Regions from separate parts of the Anas platyrhynchos genome. Here region 1 is linked to region 2. The links are chromatin contacts, called in public Hi-C maps. All regions are on one chromosome and are shown on one strand. The core of a region is the stretch at or near the end of the contact, and the rest is flanking DNA. Distances in the headings are between cores, read along the strand shown.

Region 1 (3,520 bases), core at 279-2,778, 37 kb before region 2:
AGATGAGCAGAGCTGAAAAGCAGAGTTATTTCTGGGCTAAGCCCGTGTTTGCCTAAACAAAATCCAACTTGTCCCTGTATGTTAAATCTGAATACGGGTGGTTTGAGCTTTATCCTGCATCACGGAGCAGCTGGGTGGGCAGGGACCTCCTGGTGTCACCCGGTGCCACCCTGCTCCAGCAGGGCCACCCAGAAGGCATCAGGTGCCTCAGCCTCTTCCGTGCCATGAGATGCCCTGCCCCAAACAGTGCAGAGATGTTGGAGTAGCAGCTCTGGGCCACCAGACTATGCTCCTCTGAGTCTTTTAGAGGGCGTAGTAGTGTTAGCACTCAAGCTTCATCCTCTGTAATTGGTAGGGGAAGAGCGCTGGCAGTCCTGCTGCCTATACTATAAAACTGAGCTCAGTTTTGCAGCTGCCAGAAGCAGGCAGGTTGCTTGTAAGGGCTGGGTGCTGGCGTGCTCAAGGCCTCTTAAAAGCAGAGGGCCACCTCCAGGGCTGCTGTTGTCCTGGAATATTGTGGATGTAGTTGGAAATAAAAGCTACAGAACTAACTAGGGAGTAAACGTGTACTCGACTCAGATTCGTGGCGTGGTGCAGACAATGCTTTACCCTTTCCCTGAAAAAGTGCCAGGCTTCTGCTTTATTAGAGTAACGTGCTGCTGTTGTTGAGCTGCTGTCATGAAACAGGAGTTCTGCTGTAACCCTCCGTGTTTAGCAGCAAGCATGCTGTGGCAGCTGTTCTTCCCAGGGCAGCCAGTCTTCAGGGATGACTTTATGAACAGGTACGCTGTCTTGGCAGTGTGTAGGAAGGCTGCCAAACGAAGATTTCCTTCAGCTCTTCCTACAACAAAGCTAGCAGTTCTTCTAGGAAACAGAATAAGAACTTCTGAGTAGAAGTACAGAATAAGTGTAGTGAGAGTTGAAAAATGAGACGCTGCACTTCCAGCCTTCGCTTTCCCTCACCGCGTGTTAAATTTTCAGATGCATAACCTTCACAAGTTGCTCCTAAACAAGGCAGCAATCTCATTCTGATGCAGAGATGTCGTGTTGATAGCTTCAGTGTGTGCAGCTTTCTTCGGCGTCCATCTGCTTTTGTGAATTCATCTTGGTTACAGCACCAAGTAGCTCGTAGAAGATTGATCCTGTTTTGTGCCAGTCTGGTTGCTATGTCTCATGCTACACGCTTAATTGGAGTTGTTTAAGCAAATTGCTTGTTTTCTGGAGCCTGAGCTCACTCAGAATTTGCTTTTCACTTAGATTCATGCAAGAGGAAATTCTGAGCATCTTCCCATTTAATCCTGGGGGGCAGCTGCCGTTGAGGACGGTGCTGTCAGCTAACTGAAGGGGGCTGTTTGCTCCAGGCTGATGTATCAGCAGCGCGTACGTTCCAGCCCCTGGTCATGATGCAGAGCTATCCTGACTCGGATGTTCCTTTCCAGCAGAACAAAACCTGGCAGCCCCTGCAGTGAGCAGCCCGTGAGGGAAGGGGAAGTCCAGGGTCAGATAACGATAGAGGAATCGAGCAGAGCCCTTGGAGGAGCTGAAGCGGATGCAGCCTGAAGCAACGCTGTCTGGCCCTTTGCACAACCAGCAGACAAGGATGTTTGTGGCAGGGTGCAGCCCTGAACTTGGTGGAGGAAGTCACAGCGCAGGGCAGAGCTGCCGGGGCGTGCTTCCACACGCTGTGGAAACAATGGCCAAACTTTGCTGACAGGTGGAGGTGGGGTTTGGTGTTAGCTGCTGTCATTTGGACAAATCAAGCAAGTTGCTGGTGATGAAGTGACTTGAACCTTCTGCCACTCTATGTTCTTCTGAAAATGAGTGATGCTGTGCAGTTAGGTGAGGCTTAAAGGAATGCAGGCTGAAACAGGCCAAAACAAACCTGGAGGTGCTTCAGGCAGCAAGCTGATGAGTTGAGCTGTACCCAGGAGTTAAGCTGAAGGCAAATCGTAGGGCATGCTAACAGAAATGGAGTGGTGTTACAAAGATCTAATAATGAGTAAGAGATGTTGAAACTAACACATGTGAATCACCTGTTTAGACTGAGCTACGGAATTTGGCTGAATGAGCTCAAAGGACAGGGGAAATGTCGTGTGCTGAGTGCCTGCGGCCCAGAAATGTGATTTTAAAGTTTTTTAATGAGCAAATGGGAAATTATATTTTTATATGGCAGGAAACACTGTATAGTACTTCATTTTTGTCTAAAAAGTGCCTGGAGTAGTAGTGGCAGTCAGTCGTGACCAGGAGACAAGGTAGAAGCTGTCTGCAAGCTGAAGGAAGGTGCCCTGCAGTGGCCTGTCTGGGAGAAATACCTGATACATAGGTGTGGCACGCAGATGCAGGCTGTCTCAGGGCTCTACTCTTGCACACTGAGGCATAGAAGAGGTAGGAAAAAATATGGGGGAAAGCAGGACCATGGCACCGTGTGGATTCTGGGCTGCTTTAGTGGCAGAGAAGCTTAAAATCACCCTCTAGTGACTTGAAAACCCCCTCTCTTAATGGTTGTTTACAAACCCTACCTGTGAAATGCACGGCTTCTCTCAAAGTGACTTTTGTCTAGATTCTTTCCGTATCTTTTTATGCTTTTCATTTGCAAACAGGTTTAATGACTTGTTTTCTAGGTTACTAATTAAAACAGAAACATGCTTGATTCTGTTGAAACTCAACAAGTATTAAGCACTCAGAGCACTGCTCTGTCCACAGTGCTGGTCCCAGATCATGCTGTGTAATGACTGTTTGTTACCAAGTTGTTTTTGGATGCTTTTTTCCAGATTGTGAACAGGCACGGTCCCGAGGCAGACAGGCATTTACTACGCTGCCTATTCTCGCACGTGGATTTCAGTGGCGATGGTAAAAGCAGTGGCAAAGATTTCCATCAGGTAAAGTTTGCACTGAGGCAGCTGCTTGTTAGTGTTGCTTGTTATCAAATCCTGTTGCAGATTTTCCTATTAAGCACAAAGGGATGTTGAAGATGGTAGCTTCAAGCAAAATACTATTATGTCATTCAGCTTTTCAATTGGAAGCAGATCTTAGCAGTCCTCTAGTCTGAGGGCAAAAATTGTTGGTATCTGACTCTTAAAATACCTTCATCTGGAAAAGCAGCTCAAGTACAATTTTTCTTCTTACCACATACAGTGCTCTACTTTGAAAGCCCGTATTTGTCTCTTCAGAACTTTGTCCCAGTCCAGTAACTGGTTTGTCTGGTACTGGCTAGTGTTTTTCATCCTTAAGCAATGTTGGCACAGACTTTTTAGCACACAAGTAAGAACCAAATATTCTTAGATCCTGTATTGCATGTGTGTGAAATGAATTGCAGAAAACGAAATGTTGTGTGTTTGCAAATCAGTTTTCTTTGCCATTTTATGCAAATGTTTGGTCGCTTTCTTAATCTTAGAGGGAAAACCAAACAAAACCTGAAGTAAACTTGACTGAAAGGAAACTAGTTAAATGAGTGCTGATGAGAATTTAGGCACTTGCAAGGCTTGAAGGTTTCTTATATTTAATGCTGCTGCATTTAGTG
Region 2 (3,291 bases), core at 371-2,870:
GACTTAACTCAGCCTACGGGATTCTTGGCTCAGCCTATGAAGGTAGAGATTTCTAATTAGCTTGAGTACCATGGCCCTTTTGGTGAACGCTGCAGAACTTGTGTCCTTTGATGGAAGGCTAGTAAAAGTCAGGCATTTGTATTGCTTGGGAATACTGGTTGAAAGGTTTGTGTGTTTTAAAGTTAAACCAATGGTAATGTAAAGCTGTTCTTACACCCAGTCTTAGTTATTGTTGTTGTTTTGTTTTTTTTTTTGTAACGTAGATTAGGACATTGTAGTTGTTACTTTTTTTTTTAATGTAGACTGGGACATCATCTTCAACTTAGTGATATTATTTCTAGTTTTTACTAGTGGTGAAAAGCATTGTTCGGAGTTCAGGTTACTTTCGGGGAAGGTCATGTATGGCAAGCACTGATTTTGAGATTACAAACAGGTTTTTGAATGCATACTTAGTCTTAAGTATTGCTAAAATTGTTTCCTAGTTATTTCTACAGCTATTACTGTAGAAAACTACTTTCTCTGGGCGCTATGATTTCTGAAACAGAAGAGAAGAGCAGCGTTTGTTTCAAAATACGGTCCTTGTGAAAATCACTCATTCCCACCTTCTCTTAAGCAGCAAGCTTGGGCTACAGACGATGTGGCACAAATATATGACAAGTGTATGACAGAACTGGAGCAACACCTGCAGTCCATTCCACATACCCTGGCCATGAATCCTCAGGCTCAAGCACTGCGCAGCCTCTTGGAGGCCGTAGTAGTGGCTCGTAACTCCCGTGATGCTATCGCTGCGCTTGGGCTGCTGCAGAAGGTGAGTGTTAACAATTGTCCTGTTACAGCTCACCTCGAGTTTATTGCTCACTGGTTGTAGATTGACTTGTGGTGACTGCGTATCTTCATGCATCCTGCGGAGCTTGCTTGGTGAATGGTGTTAAACAACCTCCCTCTTAGGAAATTCAGTGAATAAAGCTGGAGGAGGGCTGGGTTGTTCTTGGTACAATACGCATTCTGGCCAAGCTGCTGCAGGAAGAAGTGGGTACAGCATCCTGGAATTTAGGGGAGTTTTGCCCAGATGCAGCAAGTAGAGAGCTGTTGCAGTCAAGAATAGTCTCTGATTTCAGGATGGAGTCTAGTAAGATGCTCGAATTGCTACTTGAACTACCTTGTAAGTGGGTAGTATTGAACGTTGTACTGGTTTTGTAGCAGTGCACTTCTGCTTTGTATTTTGCAGTAACTAAGTACGTGCTCATCTAGCTGCTTGCTCACTCCACTCTTGCGGGACAGGGAAAAAATAAAGGGAAAGCAAAATGACTTGTGCACTGAGTTAATGACGGCTTAATAGGGAAAGCAAAAGCTGTGCGCACAAACAAAGCAAAAAAAAAATCTCTTCATCCCATCAGCACGCAGATGGTTAGCCACTTCCTGGAAAGCAGGGCCTCAGCAAGCGTACTGCTTGCTTGGGAAGACAAACATCATAACCGTGAATGTCTCCCCCTAATCATCCTTTCCCTAAGCTTTTATTTTAGAGCATGATGTCATACATCATGGAATATTCCTCTGGTCAGTTGCTGCCAGCTCTGCTGGCTGTGTACCTTTCCAGTCTCTTGCGCACTCCACGCCTACTCACTCTGGGGGGTGCAGAGTGGGAGAGAGAAAGCCTTGGTGCTCTGCACAGACTGCTCAGCAACTGCCAAAACGTTGTTGTCAACGCTGTTTCAGCAACAAATCCAAAACACAGCACCATACAGGCTGCTCTGTAGAAAACCAACTCCATCCCAGCCAGAGCTAGTAAACTACCAGCTGGGGAGAGTTGCAGTGAGCTCTGTGACATGAACTGGCATCAAAGTCTGTGTAGTAACTAGTGCAGAACACAGTGACAGATGCGGAGGGAGATCTGTTTGAGAACAGTGGAAAGACAATGAGCTGTCTGCACGAGGATCCAAGAGCAGTGGCAAAATAAAAGTAACTGGAAGCTGGAAACCATTTCAGTGGAAGCTCTGTGTTCCTGACTTAGTCGGGACTAAATCCTTCAAATAGGTACCAACACTAAGACTTGGACAGAGATGAATTTGCTTTCCCCTGTAAAGGACTTCCATTTCATATAGATTACCACAGGTGCATCAGAGCGCTGCAGCTCTTTGTCTAAAGAATCTGGAAGGAGTCCTCTGTCAAGTTCTGCATGTCCTCTTTCATGTGGCTTTCCGTGAGCCATGTGTAGAACAGCTTTGACTTTGACTCGCAGAAGCTGCAGCACAAACTGATGTGGTTTTTTGTACTGCTTGAGTGCGTATATAAAGCCAGGGGGTGATAGGGAGACCGTGGGCTTGTTTGTGGTAGGACAGCCATGTACAGGGAACGTGGAGATGCCACAACAGCTGGTAAAATCTCAGTTTTATTAGCAGGGTCAGTGCAATGACTAAACTAGCTTTTTACGTAACTGCCGAATCTTCTGGGGGTAGTTGCTGCTGATCTGGTTTGCGTAAGATTTGGAAGCGGACTTGGTTTTTCCTCTGCTAACAGGTTGCATCTGTTCTAGGCTGTAGAGGGCTTACTGGATGCCACCAGCGGGGCAGATGCTGACCTCCTGCTGCGCTACCGTGAGTGTCATCTGCTTGTGCTGAAGGCTCTGCAGGACGGTCGTGCATATGGATCTCCGTGGTGTAATAAACAGATTACTAGGTCAGTTATGAGACAACATCAATAGATGTAGCTTTCCTCATCTTTTGGGAGTTACTGTATTATTTTTGAATCACTTGTTAATATTTTGCACTGATGCAGCTCAGACAGAAAAGTAATCTGTTTAATGTTAAAAGTAATGAGAGGTCTTGTTAATGCAGCTTCCTCCTCGAACATGACAGGAATCTTTCATAGGGTGAAGCATTAGAGGTGCTCTGTTTTTTCCTCATTTTATACAGAACCTCTCTACATGTGGTCACAAACTAGATGACATGGTGTATGCCCGCAGCAGAAGCACTAGTGCTTTAGAAGCTGTGCCACTTTGCGCTCAGAAGAAAAGCTTCTTACACTGAATAGACTGAAGCTCTGGGAGAGCTGTTCTGGCCAGTAGTGCAGGGCAGCAAGTGCTTGAGACTTGACTGTTGGTGAACTGAAATGTTACATTAAATAATCCTCCAGAAGAGGCTTCTTTTGGAGCTGAGTAGTGGATTGTGGAGATTCTCTAGTGTTAGATTTGAGTTGCTTCACTTAAACTCTGTAGTTTGAGTACACTTGTGAAAAGATGTCAAATTCTTCCAGGTGCCTGATTGAATGCAGGGATGAGTACAAGTACAACGT

What was found. A called contact is a pair of places that touch in the nucleus more often than the background predicts.
Region 1: a contact with region 2 is called in a Hi-C map of subcutaneous adipose tissue, with 2.0 times the contacts expected there. The contact joins two enhancer-like sites. A contact is called at or near these places in 3 of 8 Hi-C or Micro-C datasets (liver, skeletal muscle and subcutaneous adipose tissue).

The regions. Positions count from the first base shown.
Region 1 is chr12:12,495,474-12,498,993 of IASCAAS_PekinDuck_T2T, reverse strand. It overlaps CNOT1 (CCR4-NOT transcription complex subunit 1), which reads left to right. Exons shown (of 49, transcript XM_072044010.1): 3 at 2,772-2,879. Among named protein-coding and RNA genes, the nearest start is that of CNOT1, 9.0 kb to the left of the region's middle. Within about 2 kb of position 1,528, at least 3 of the 8 cell types and tissues checked have an H3K27ac peak or open chromatin away from gene starts, as enhancers often do. A contact at or near this core is called in subcutaneous adipose tissue, where this site is marked.
Region 2 is chr12:12,458,745-12,462,035 of IASCAAS_PekinDuck_T2T, reverse strand. It overlaps CNOT1 (CCR4-NOT transcription complex subunit 1), which reads left to right. Exons shown (of 49, transcript XM_072044010.1): 34 at 1-42; 35 at 617-808; 36 at 2,534-2,676; 37 at 3,253-3,291. Among named protein-coding and RNA genes, the nearest start is that of TRNAK-UUU, 19 kb to the right of the region's middle. Within about 2 kb of position 1,620, at least 1 of the 8 cell types and tissues checked has an H3K27ac peak or open chromatin away from gene starts, as enhancers often do. A contact at or near this core is called in subcutaneous adipose tissue, where this site is marked.